Regions from separate parts of the Sus scrofa genome. Here all the other regions are linked to region 2. The links are chromatin contacts, called in public Hi-C and HiChIP or PLAC-seq maps. All regions are on one chromosome and are shown on one strand. The core of a region is the stretch at or near the end of the contact, and the rest is flanking DNA. Distances in the headings are between cores, read along the strand shown. Region 1 overlaps PARN (poly(A)-specific ribonuclease PARN). Region 2 overlaps MKL2 (MKL/myocardin-like protein 2). Region 3 overlaps LOC106509690 (a long non-coding RNA gene).

What was found. A called contact is a pair of places that touch in the nucleus more often than the background predicts. HiChIP or PLAC-seq counts read pairs in DNA pulled down with a chosen protein or histone mark.
Region 1: a contact with region 2 is called in a Hi-C map of skeletal muscle, with 3 times the contacts expected there. The contact joins two enhancer-like sites. A contact is called at or near these places in 7 of 47 Hi-C or Micro-C datasets (alveolar macrophages, embryonic fibroblasts, fibroblasts and 3 more) and 1 of 2 datasets of contacts at active chromatin or transcription factors (skeletal muscle).
Region 3: an H3K27ac HiChIP or PLAC-seq map of skeletal muscle shows a contact between it and region 2. The contact joins two enhancer-like sites. A contact is called at or near these places in 6 of 47 Hi-C or Micro-C datasets (alveolar macrophages, embryonic fibroblasts, heart right ventricle and 3 more) and 1 of 2 datasets of contacts at active chromatin or transcription factors (skeletal muscle).

The regions. Positions count from the first base shown.
Region 1 is chr3:28,659,445-28,663,829 of Sscrofa11.1, reverse strand. PARN (poly(A)-specific ribonuclease PARN) reads right to left here. Exons shown (of 24, transcript XM_021086564.1): 15 at 4,220-4,262; 16 at 2,595-2,670; 17 at 286-396. Among named protein-coding and RNA genes, the nearest start is that of PARN, 45 kb to the right of the region's middle. Within about 2 kb of position 2,824, at least 15 of the 83 cell types and tissues checked have an H3K27ac peak or open chromatin away from gene starts, as enhancers often do. A contact at or near this core is called in skeletal muscle, where this site is marked.
Region 2 is chr3:28,995,023-28,999,565 of Sscrofa11.1, reverse strand. MKL2 (MKL/myocardin-like protein 2) reads left to right here. Exons shown (of 18, transcript XM_021086567.1): 11 at 969-1,216. Among named protein-coding and RNA genes, the nearest start is that of TRNAT-CGU, 63 kb to the right of the region's middle. Within about 2 kb of position 3,200, at least 2 of the 83 cell types and tissues checked have an H3K27ac peak or open chromatin away from gene starts, as enhancers often do. A contact at or near this core is called in skeletal muscle, where this site is marked.
Region 3 is chr3:29,260,611-29,264,713 of Sscrofa11.1, reverse strand. It overlaps LOC106509690 (a long non-coding RNA gene), which reads left to right. Exons shown (of 4, transcript XR_002342411.1): 1 at 1-3,311. Among named protein-coding and RNA genes, the nearest start is that of MKL2, 23 kb to the right of the region's middle. Within about 2 kb of position 2,578, at least 47 of the 83 cell types and tissues checked have an H3K27ac peak or open chromatin away from gene starts, as enhancers often do. A contact at or near this core is called in skeletal muscle, where this site is marked.

The DNA of each region.
Region 1 (4,385 bases), core at 1,575-4,074, 340 kb after region 2:
AGCAGAACATTATACACGGTCAGGCAGACAAAGCCTGAAAAATATATTTAAATCAACAGCATGGTTCAGCACGGGTAAAAGGTACTCGTATGGGCCGAGTACCACAGCACAGGTAAGGGGTGATGCTTCATTCCTGCGTGCGCTCCAGGCCCTCTGCCCCAACCTTCCCTGCACTCTGACCGCAAAACCCTCCCACTTCTCATGAGTGGATCCCAGGGAAAGAGGAGACAGGTGAGATCCCCTCTGGACCACAGTGAGTTTGACAGAAGCAGGAATAGGGAGTACCTAGATAGTTGGCCATGGAGATGAAGCACAGTCCTGTGATGTAAGCATCATAGCCTGCCTCGTGGAGCTGTTCGGAAGCCGTGTCATAACTTGGAAAACCTTCTGCACTTTCTAAAGAGGAAAAAGAGAGAAAAAAAAAAGTTTTCCCAAGGTCATCACAAATCATGAAGACTGGTGAGCGCACTGCCCTGCCACATCCCAAAGGCATTAGTCTGTGCTGTAGAAATACCCTAAAGAAGCAGAAAAAGAGCTACCTGTTTCTTTTTTCTTTTTTTCTGTCTTTTAAGGGCCACACCCACAGCATACAGAAGTTCCCAGGCTAGGGACTGAATCAGAGCTGCAGCTGCCAGCCTACACCACAGCCACAGCAACAGGGATCCAAGCTGAGTCCGTGATCTACACCACAGCTCACAGCAATGCCGGATCCTTAATCCACTGAGTGAGGCCAGGGATCGAACCTGCAACCTCATGGATACCAGTCGCGTCGGTTAACTGAGCTACAACAGGAACTCCAGGCTACCTATGTCTTAATTCTCTCCCCGCAGGACACTGAGATAACAGAGTCACCGAAAACGAGGGCTTTGGTCCCGACCAGAGAAATGCCTCCGTTACATTATCAAAGACTCAGCCACTGTCCCCCTCGCTGCACTGATGGTGCTGCCGACAAGCACGCACCACTTGCACTATGACCATGACTCCTCTTCTGACTCTGGACTAATGACTAAATAGCATGGCCTCTGGCGTCCCACTGCCTGGGTTGGAATCTTGGCCCCACCGCTTATTTTCCCGGGGAGCCTGGCCTCTGGGCCTCCGTTCTGGTAGAGTGGAGATGGAGAATCACGGCTCCCTCATGAGGCCTTTGTGAGGCTCCCATGAGCTCATGGAAGGAAAGCTCTGACACAGTGCTTGGTACCCAGTAAACGCCCCGTAGGTAACCTTCCCCCAAAGCAAAGGTCTCCGATCGATATCGGCTCCACTCAGTACTGGCCTCTGCTAGGTCTCCAAGCTCACAGATCTAAAGATGAAAGCACAACTCTGTCCGAAAATAGATCAAAACTCGCTGTCATGCTGCCCTTGGAACATGGGGCCACTTCAGAGGAGAGCCCGTTTTAAAACAGGCTTCTTCGGTCACATGCATAGACACAGATGCCGAAAGAATGAGGTCTAAGAGAAACCTGCTTTAGAGTAAACCCTCTGCCGGAATAGTACATGGAAATGACAGGATAAAACTGTAACTCATAAATAATTATTTCCGAGAACCACTGTGGAGGTGAATATCAAAAAGGTTACAACAGGATGAAAAGCATGAGTGGAAACTAATACTGAAAAGGCTGTCACTGTTTTTACATCAATACAATGCTCTTTGAGCAAGAATTCTTTAACCTCCGTAAGTATCAAGTATTAGATTTTAAGCTTTATAAAAGTATTTTAACATGAAGGCCAATTAAGTCCTATCCTCTCTCACCAGCTGGACCACATATTTCCCAGATCCACTAGTGCCATTGTGTCGTTATAGAAAAGGTCCAGGTGTCCCCACTAACCCACTACCAGCCCCCACCCCCTCTTCTTACTCCTTTTTTGGACTATTCCAGAAAGGGAAGCAAAGAACTGTAACCTTGGCTGCTTGAGTACCTTCTGCAGTCAATTTCTGAAGCTTTAGTCCTATGATCAATGTCTTGGGAAGTTTGTAGGCTACAGCTGGTGGAACGTGAGTCACCGTATCAGCAGCATAACTACGCTAGGAGGAAGCAAGGCAAGCACAGCTGGAAGGGTCACCAACTGCCTGGGTAGGGGCCGTGGCCAGACTTGGCAAAACACCTCTGCCCTCAAAGAACATTTCTCCTTATTCTGGTTTTCCTCTCGTCATCGGTTCTGCACCTAAGCCAGCTCCTTCCTCATCAGCAAACCCTGTTCTTGGGCTTTCCAGAGACAAAAAGTTTATTTTCATCCTACCCCTGGCAATTAATCACCAACTCTTTGTCTCCACTTAAACAATGCACCATAAAAAAGAAAGACACTGAGTTTGGGGAGTATTCCAAGCATTAGGAAATAAAAGTCCTGAGGCTTTAATTGCTAAACTTCTCCACGAACAGGCCCCAATCCTACTCACAGAAAACAGATGCAGGATTAGAAGACTGCCTTTACTCCGAAAACAGTAACTCAACACAGGGCACGGGCAAGTTGTTTGAGGGAAAAAAAGTCTATAAATATACACAGTTTCTAGAACGGTTTCAACATTTCTTCTACAACAGACACCCGTAATTAGCACCAAGAGTTTGGGGCTCTTCAGGATCATTTTATCTCCTTACCAACTTTAGGAGGGTTGAAAGGCGTCTCTTTTAACCGCTTTTCCAATTCTGCGAGGGACGTGTTGTTAATGATATCCTACAAACCAGTAACAGAGAATGATGAGCCGGCATCGTCTCAGGGAAGCACATATTAAAGAGATTCAATGAGCGTCAGGACAAAAAACCAAAGCATCCAGCACTGCCCCCTTGTGTTCCCTAGAGAAACACAGGAGCGGTTATTCAAAGTGAAAGAGAAACAGCACATTTAATTTCAAGCATATGGAGGGTAGATCCGTACGAAAGGTTTTTTACTGATGTGTTAAAGATCTACAGTCCTTTAGCCAGAGAGCTATACGGCTCTGGCATTCATTTCACTCAGTTATATAAAGTCACTTCAGAAGCAGCAACTGATTATACTTTGACCTGAATTCCCTTGATTAGAAAATATATCCAACATATATAAAATAAGGAAAAGAAATGAAGAAATGTATGCATGTGTAATCTACTCAAAAATATATTATACATTTTTTTTTTTAAAGGGCCACACCTGAGGCATATGGAAGTTCCCAGGCCAGGGGTTGAATCAGAGCTATAGCCGCCAGCCTACACCACAGCCACAGCAATGTGGGATTCAAGCTGCATCTGTGACCTATAGCTCATGGCAATGCCGAATCCTTAACCCAATGAGTGAGGCCAGGGATTAAACCCACATCCTCATGGATAGAAGTCAGGATTGCATCCACTGAGCCACGGCGGGAACTCCCAAAAATACATTATATATTTTAATATTAAAAATTGAGGAGTTCCCGTCGTGGTGCAGTGGTTGGTGAATCTGGCTGGGAACCATGAGGTTGAGGGTTCGATCCCTGGCCTTGCTCAGTGGGTTGAGGATCCAGGTTGCCGTGAGCTGCGGTGTAGGTCGCAGACACCAGACACGGCTCGGCTCGGATCCTGCATTGCTGTGGCTCTGGTGTAGACTGGCGGCTACAGCTCTGATTCAATCCCTAGCCGGGGAACCTCCATATGCCGCAGGAGAGGCCCTAGAAAAGGCAAAAAGACCAAAAAAAAAAAAAAAATTAAAAATTGACATTCGGAAAGAATAAAGGAGAAAAAAAAAAACATAATTCCACCACCCAAAGACAATTGCTTTGTTTTTTGTTTGTTTGTTTGTTTTCTTTTCTAGGGCTGCACCCTCGCGGCATATGGAGGTTCCCAGGCTAGGGGTCGAATCGGAACTGTAGCCACCAGCCTTTGCTAGAGCCACAGCAACGTGGGATCCAAGCCACGTCTGCGACCTACACCACAGTTCACGCAACACCGGATCCTTAACCCACTAAGCAAGGCCAGGGATGGAACTGCAACCTCACGGTTCCTAGCCAGATTCGTTAACCACTGAGCCACGACAGGAACTCCGACAACTGCTATTCATATTTTGATATATTTATTTCTAGTCTTTTCTCAGGTTCTTTTTTCCATTTTTGTTCTTTTTTTGTTTGTTTGTTTGTTTTTTTTTTGGATGTATCTGAAAATGACATTTAAGTAGACCAGAATTCCACAGCTCTTTGTGGCAATTCAGAAAATTTCTAAATATAGCATAAGCAGTGTTGATAAGCCGACAACGGCAACAGTTCAAAATTTAAAAATACCTTAAAAGGTTGTGTGCTGGCCATCAGTTTCGTATCCAAGAGTCTAAAAACAAAAGAATTTTTAAAAGGTAAACAGAATGGCGAGCAATTTCCAAATGTCCTTCACACAAATGAACAGGCTATTGTCTTCGAAGTGGACCAGGGAATGAAGCACGCGAGCTGTCCT
Region 2 (4,543 bases), core at 1,951-4,450:
CAAGGAAGCCAGTTGGACTGAGAGAGGTGGCCAATGGGTAAAAAGTAAATAGTAATGGTGAATGATTTCTGGTGTACCGAATATGGTGACTTTTTTTGGTTTGTTTTCTGGGTTTTTTTGCAATTTCCTAAATCTTTAAATATGAACTTCTAAAACATGATCACACCAATAGCTATATTTAATTTAGTACTTCTCAAAGTGTTCTTATTGACTATTTTATCTAAAAGAGCTTAAGAATAATTTCCTATGCCTTGTTGTTTTGTTTTGTTGGTGGACTTTTTTTTCAAATGAAGGAATCTTACAATTTAAATATGGAAAGTGACCTGATAACTCATAAATGGAGGAGATGAGAGAAGTTCAGAAAAGTCATCTGATTCTAAACCAGAAGATGGGGTCTCACAACCCATTTTCAAAATAAAAATGTAATGTTTTTGGAAAAAAATTCATATTACTTAGCATTCTGTATACTTTTCACAGAAAATGCATAGCTTTATATTCTGGTTTATTCTCATTAGAAGCATTTTTCTGCTTTTACTTACTGTAGAATTTTTTAATGACTATAAAATATGACATAGATACGGTGAAATATACATCATCTTTCCCTTTGTATATTTAGTGTGAGACCTGTTTTTCGCCAGGAGATAAGGTATTAAGCACTAGGCAGTGCGTCTGCACAGGAGACCCGAAGTAGATGTTTGTTAAACTTGGATAAGGCTGAGCTGAGCATCTTGCCCTTAGTCCAAGGGAACAAGGCAGCAGGAGTTCTTAGGAGCAAGATTTCTTGCTCAAAGGGAGTATGGGAATGTTCTCGTGACTCTTAAAACGTATGTGGTGTATTGCTTCCCAGAGCGGCACTACCAGCTTCTCAGGTGCGTTGCTTTTTGTTTTCAGATCATTTGGGTGCACAGTAGCATAGATGGCATGTGGGGGCATCTCTTAAAATGTTATCTTCTTTTTCTCGAAAATAGCAAAGCCATCCCAAGAATCCAAACGACAAACACCGTAGCAAAAAGTGCAAAGACCCCAAGCCCCGGGTAAAGAAGCTCAAGTACCACCAGTACATTCCACCAGATCAGAAAGGGGAGAAGAACGAGCCGCAGATGGACTCCAACTACGCCCGGCTGCTCCAGCAGCAGCAGCTGTTCCTGCAGCTCCAGATCCTGAGCCAGCAGCAGCAGCACTACAACTACCAGACCATCCTGCCGGCGCCACTCAAGTACGGGCGGGGTCAGGGCTGGCTGCGGAAAGTGGATCTTACTGTGGCTTTTTATGAGCAACCATTAGTTGCTAGAGGTTGGATGTTGTAATTTATTTGTGCTCAGTGATTAGTTTCACGTTATTGTCATCAAAGCTCATTCAGTGTCTGAAGTCAACACAGTGAGAATAGCCCACATTCCAGTCCATTTTTTGTCCTCCCAAGCAGGTTCTGAACTTTTCAAGTTAGAAATGACTTTGCACAGTTACTCATCCAGGAAAGATTTGCCTGCTATTTACTTGAATAGTCTTAGTTAGGTGCTATGAGAAAAACATAAGTATAAACCTGGATAAACAGTTTAAAAAAAAAAAAAAAAAAGATGAGCGTGAAAGTTGGAGTGGTCAGGAAAGCTTTACGAAAAGGGTAGGATATTTAAATGGGAAACGGCCTGAAACTTGAGGAGGACCGGAGTGCCTGTCGTGGCTCATCAGAAACTAATCTGACTGGTATCCATGAGGACATGGATTCGATCCCTGGCCTCGCTCAGTGGGTTAAGGATCTGGCGTTGCCGTGAGCTGTGGTGTAGGTCACAGACAAGTCTCGGATCTGGTGTTGCTGTGGTGTAGGCCAGTGGCTACAGCTCCAATTTGACCCTTAGCCTGGGAACCTCCATATGCTGTGGGTGTGGCCCTAAAAAAACAAGCAAAACTTGGGGCGGACCCTCGCAAGCCAAGGGGAATGATCTCGGTACGAGTACAGAGGAGGGTAGAGTAAACAATGCCTGTTTATTGGATGGTGAGGAAAATGGTCTGAAAAAAACGTGATTCGTTTTTAGGAAGAGTGGAAGACATTTGAGCAGAGCCAATGTTGAGAGAAACGTGAAGTTAGGAAAACTTTAATCTTCATGTGGTAGGTGTTTCAGAGGGCCATAGTGACATGGTAAAATCGAAATTCAACAAAGAATAGTTTGGCACCAGTCTGGAAGGTGGGTCTGGAAATAGGAAAACTAGACTTAGAAGCTTTGTGATGAAGTAGATGCGAGAAGATGAACAGGCACTGATAATGGAAAGGAAGGCATGGGTGATAGAAGCTTCAGAAGATCATAAAAGGTCTCGGCGACCAGCAACCACGGGGAAGGAACACGTTCCCCAGTTCTGAGCCCAGTCAGGAGGGACAGAAGGGAGTGGGTTCTGACACATCCCGAGACTGAATTCATAGCAGGACATCTTACCTTATTGAAACAGTAAAGGGAATTTCTAGATATACATCCTCAGTACCTTTTTCTGGGAAACAAAGATAAAAATGCAAAGGTTCTGTCCTTCGTTTCATTCATTTTTCAGGAAAAAAAGCATCCTTACCTTGGAGAAAAGAAACTCTAGAAAACAATCCAAAATCTCATACCAAGGAAAAATTATACTCTGTGGTCCATCCACTCAGTTTATGATGGGTAGAAACCGTCCTTTTGTTTTCTACACGTAGGCCAAGCATTCCTCCCTGGAGAGCCCCTATTTTCTAAGAGTAGAAATGGATTAAGACTTCCTGAAAAGCTTCTCTGCACAAAATATACCCTCATATGCTTATAATTATCGATTCACTTTTTTCTTTTTAAGATCCAAATATCTCAAGGAAGATTAGACCTATTAGTCATTCAGACCTTCCTGTGAAGTACTTAAATCTAAAACATCAGGGCACAGAGATGAAGAAAGAAAGAATTTTTGTAGTATGTTATTATTTTAAGAGCAAGCAGGCCTGAGAGGGCTGTTGACGTTGGAAGGGACCCAGGGAAGGCCAGAGCGCTGGACGAGTATCAAAGGCAGACCACCGCTGCTTCCAGCTTCGTCCGGGACCCAGGGAGGCAGCCCCCTCGCCCCCCCCCCCGACCCCGCTGGGCCCCAGTAAGGAGACCCACAGTGGGGTTCATGTGTAGGTGCCACTCGTGGCACCCCAAGTGTGTGCTCATCCTCCTCTTCACAGCGACTCTAGGACGAGCTGCTGTCATTGACCCCATTTCCAGATAAGGAAACTGCGAACTCAGCATCTCACCAAGGATTTTTTGGCATTGTCTGTCTGTCTATGAAAGTCTTTTCTGTCATGCAAGAAACTGTCTGTGTGAGGCTGGCTTGTAAATAGGCAGGAAACATCTGAGGTACAAGGTACCCAGACTCGAAGGTGCCTTGTCTTTCCATCATAAGGCTCCAATTCCCTGGCCCCCTCAAACATTGCCACCACTGAAGTGACTGGGCCAGCTGGCCCCGGAAAGCACTGAACAAAAAGACCCAGGAACTAGGAAGGGAGATCACTCTTTTTTATGTCTTATGTCACCACACGAAGGTGGAACGTCAGTTTTGTTTAAATTCCAGGTCCTAAAAATGGAGCTGTTTCAAACACGTTGTTTCTTTTTTCACACTTCAATACAAAAAACTGAGTGTGGGAGTCCTGCCGCGGCCAGAGTCCTGGAATTTGACTGATAAGAAAGCCCTCGGACATCTCAGAAGGAGCAAGAACCCGCAGAGCTGGAGCTTCTGTCCCAGCGGGTCACACACGGGTGGCAGGAGGGTCCCAGCGGGTCCCTGGACTGGGGGATCCTCATCTGCCTTCATCAGGCGCTCGCCTCCTGTGTTTTCTCTGTTAGATTGGGGGGGGGTGGAGATAGATCAGCTTATTTCTGGTATTTTAAAAGTTGAAATTAAACACTGTAGCGTTAATCATAGCAACAAACAGCATCGTGCAGAATCTCAACTAAAAAGACAGCATGAACAGAGTAATTGTGCATTCTCAAGAAGAGAGTATCATTCACAAGGGTGCAAAAGGTGATTGAGGGGAATTTTACACTTTTTAAATCCCCCCCCCCAATTTTTTGGCTGCACCCACGATCCCATGGAAGTTCCTGGGCCAGGGATCGAATCCAAGCCAGAGCTGAGACCCACACTACTGCTGCAGCAACACTGGATCATTAACTCACTGCACCACAGCGGGAACTCCTACATTTTTTATTTAATGAAGTACAGGCATATGTATAGTACCTAGATATGCAATAACCTATGGCATTAACATTTCATAGAGTAATTAGGAAAAAAACTGTCTTAAAAGGCTTCTTGGGATTATAATAAATACAAGGATGAGAGACTATGATTAAAATGTTTTCATAATTCTGAAGTAAGACTTGGAGTTCCCGTTGTGGCTCAGCAGGTTAAGAACCTGACGTAGTCTCCATGAGGATGTGGGTTTGATCCTTGGCCTCGCTCAGTGGATTAAGGATCCAGCATCACTGCAAGCTGCGGCACTGGTCGTAGATTCGGCTTATATCTCGTGTGGCTGTGGCGGTGGCATAGGCTGGCACCTGCAGCT
Region 3 (4,103 bases), core at 1,329-3,828, 270 kb before region 2:
CTAAAATGAAACCTTGTAAACTAGAAGGTAGATAATATTCATGTGTATATACATATATAGTGAAGAAATGTACTTTGGTTCTAGGACATTACTATTAAAAACTATAAATTGATCAAATAGTTAAGAACTACAGACACACTATAGAACCGGCTCAGTGGACCCCTGTTTCTCATTCTGTTTACAAACAGATCTCCCCTGGATCCCTAATCTGAGTTCCTTTTCTGTGTAGTATTGACTGTCACTGTTAAAGAGACTGATTCGTGGGTGAGAAAGAAGAGGAATTTCAGATATTCCGAAGGATCCTTTTGCATGAAGATATTTCTGCATCAAAAGAACAGTGCTCCCCGAGGGCCTGGGAGGCAGGTAAACAAAATCAACTTGTGGTTTAAACAAGGGAATTTCCTAGGATTCATGAAAATAGTGAATAAACAGGGTCTGATGAAACGGTGACAGGGTATATCTGAGATGATATTTGGGGACACTTTTAATTAGGACCTCCAGAATTTGGTGTCAATGAGAGGAGAGGTTTGCTCCCATGAACAGCTTGTTTCTGGGAAGGGTGACACCCAGCCGCAGCTGGGGGAAGAAGAAAGCTCAGTAGAACAAGGGAAGCGTGACTGGGCAGGTTTGTTTTTGGCAAAAGGCATTTATTGCATAAGGCGGAGGGCCCCCTCTGGATCTGATGCTGTACCAGTCCACGCCAGCAAGGACGTTCAGTCGTGCAGCAAAGAGAAGTCCAACAAAGAACATGAGCAAGTAAGGTCTTAAAAACACCTCTAGAGAGGGATCAGTGCGGCAGGGCTCAGAGAATGAAGTCATATCCAGGGCTAGGGGCAGGGCTGGCCTCAAAGAGAACGTAGGATTCAAGATGAGACTGAAAGCACAGCTAGGATTTCATCAGACAGAGATGCAGATGATGCACTGACGTCCAAGCACAGAGCACAAGCAAAGAAACAGATGGGAAACAGAATGGTGTTTCAAGAAAGTCGTGAACAGCAGAGTGGGAACAAGACACGGGGGGCATAGTGTAGGAGTCTCCCAAGTGCTAGGCTTGAGGAGTTTGTTCTTATTTCAGTAGAAAAAGGAACATTGGAGTAAGGGAAGGACGTGACCAAGAAGGCTGTTTTAAGACTTGGGTCTGGCAGTAGTAAGTTTGCAATGGAAAGGAACTAAGATCGGTTGAGCACTTAGATATTTCACATATGTTACCCCCATTAAATCCTCACACCCTGAAAGAGGGATGACACCTGCTTTACAGATGAGGAGATGAAGCCTCGGAGGGATCAAGAAATTAAAGTCACCGTGGACATAAAGGGCAGAGATGGGACCCCAACTCCAAAGCCGCCTTCCTTTCTACCATACCTTGCTACCTGGGGGGAAGGGCTGCAGGTGAAAAGACCATTTCAGAAACTGTCATTAACAATCTAAGCAACAGGTGGTTTTGGCCAAAACTCAGATGGTATAGCTTTGGGAATGGAAAGGACATAAACTGAAGAAGCATCAAAGGACAGTCTAGGGAATGCGGCAAGGAAATTACATGCCTAGGAAGAATCTGAATAACACCTCGCCTTGAAGCCTCAGGAGACAAGGAAGCCATTAACAGAAACAAAGAGTCTGGAGAAAGACTGTGCAGGCAAGGCTCAGCTCACTTAGGATCGAGTTTTGCGAGAGCCATGGTCAGGCAGTCTCAACCGAAGAGGTGGCAGACCTCTGCTGGGAAGTGAGAATTGAAGACAAAAAATAAATGAGCAAATATGAAACAGGACTTTAGAAAATGCCTACATTTAGGAGGTGAGATGATAGAGGATACATTCTAAAAAGAAGATTCTGGATCATGCCGCCACCAGAATCAAAAGCAGGGGAGAATTTCAAGGCAGTGACCCACAGGGTCAGGAGTTGAGCAGCAGGAACGCTGGTGGCCTCAGTTTGCAACACGGCAGGGGAGCTCTGGGTGTCCAGGATGGTGGTTGCAGGGAGCCTGGGGCACACGCCAGACTGAGGCACCGAGGAATCCTTAGGATTGCGAGACTGGGCAAGCCTTAGGCCAAGGTGATCAGAAGGAAGGCGCCAGGACCCAGTGAGAGAAGGAAGATGCAGGAGAGAGAACAGGTAATGAATGGAACCAAAACCCAGGGCTGAGGTCCTGGGGATGGAGGGAGAAAAGAGTGCTTTCCCTTTTTTTCCTTTCACACCTACAGAAAACCTGTTATACTGATTTGGCTCTTCTTACAAATCAGCATTTATTGTGCTATGTACCCCTAACTTGGAACGGAACTAGCAAACCACGATAAGTAACAATGAGCCCTTTTCTGGTCTATTTTAAGGACAAATGCTGCTGTTTGGCGATGGGATCTGCTCGTGTTTAAACTAGAAGCGGGGGGCGGGGGGAGCAGAACCCCTCTCTAACCTGGCTGGATAGTTTTATTACTATTTAAAGCATCCCTTTCAGCGATTTAGGAAACATTAATGCGTGCTGGCTAATGTCGGCTGGAAACCGAAAGTCTGACAGCAGCTCTCAGCCAATCCTGAGATTTGGTGAGGATTTTTATTTTGGTCGTCCTGAGCCTACTGTAACTGGGGCGGCTGAGTTGCTATGGTGATTTGTTCTCCAAACAGAGGGCTTTGCCGCAGTACCTTGAAACAGCAGATCAATCTACTTTATGTTGACTTGATCATGATATTAATTCTAGTTGAAACCTCCCCCAGGCTCCCATCAGGACTTGTACGCAGGAATTTTAAATCCGGGTCCAAGAGGCATCGTCTTTTTAAAGCCAGGCCCTCACAATTCCTGCCCCCGAGACTGCAGGCTCACAGTCAAAAGCTCCGGGGTCAGGGGTGGGGGGGACTGCAGTTGGAGGAAGGTTCATCATTGAAGCAATTATGTGCTTAATCGCTGCAGCGTGGGCACCGGCTGCAAGTTGTGACTCATTCCCCACTCTGTCACTAATAATTGGGGGCGGTGGACAGGATGCACAGAAAACTCAGCTGCTTTTTCCCGAGTTCCTCTTGCAAATCTGGAAGTCGCTGAGATCCGTCCTTGAAGCAGGGGAGAAAGGCCGACCTCAGCTCCACGACGTGGCCCTGCCTGTCTCCACCGGTAGGGGGCCCCATTGAGTCACCGGACTCTATAAGGATGACTGCACTTTGAATGGGGGTGTAGCTGCCTCTGGGTCTTGCCCAACGGTGACGCGGGAGAGGAAAAAAAAAAAAAAAAAGGAGCTGCCTGATTTCCAGCGTGACTCATTATAAACAAACGGAGGACAGATTGACTGCCTCTTATCAGAGCCTGAGTATGAGCCCCAGGACTGAGGGTGAGTCATACTGGAAGTCCCGTCTTTTGTTGGTCAGAGGGATTGTTCTCCCTGCGGAAGGGGTGGATTTGCTGAGTGGGGGATGGGGGTGCTAAGGGATCACTTCAATACCATCAGTGACCCCAAGGTGAGCCCTGGGCTCCTAGTGAGATCCAATTCCCTCAAAACCAAAAAAGTTTCCAAACTGAAGATAAAAACTGGCCATACCCACAAGAAAACTCATTTGGAGTTCATGGAATGTCCGGAATCTTGCATTGATGGTGTCACAACATACACATATGCCAGTTATCATCAAAGTATACATTTTAAGTACTGCTGTGTGTTGTATGTAAATTACACTGCAAAGTTTTTGGTCTTTTGGGGGGGGGGCACACCATGCAGAATTTCCTAGATCAGGGATAGAACATCACCACAGCAGTGACAACACTGGATCCTTAACAGCTAAGCCACCAGGGATTTTTAAGAAATACAGTTTGGTGAGGGGGAAAAAAACCTGGCCAACCCATTTTTATGGTGGTTTACCCTGAAGCTCTGCGTACACTCCCTCACTGCCCCATCCATACCCATCTATTGCCTTGTATTTGGGTGCAAACCCCGAGGGTACACACCTGAAGCGATCATGAAGTCATACCATCTAAGGCTGGTGTGCTGATCCCACACGCCCAGAGTGTGTGTAATAGGTGAGTTATTTATTTTCACTGACCCAAGACGGGGGATCAGTAAAGCCTAGGTTGGCAAAAGATTTGAAAGGAGGCAGACGCTGGGTAGCAAAGGCAAAAAGAAGGACCTTGC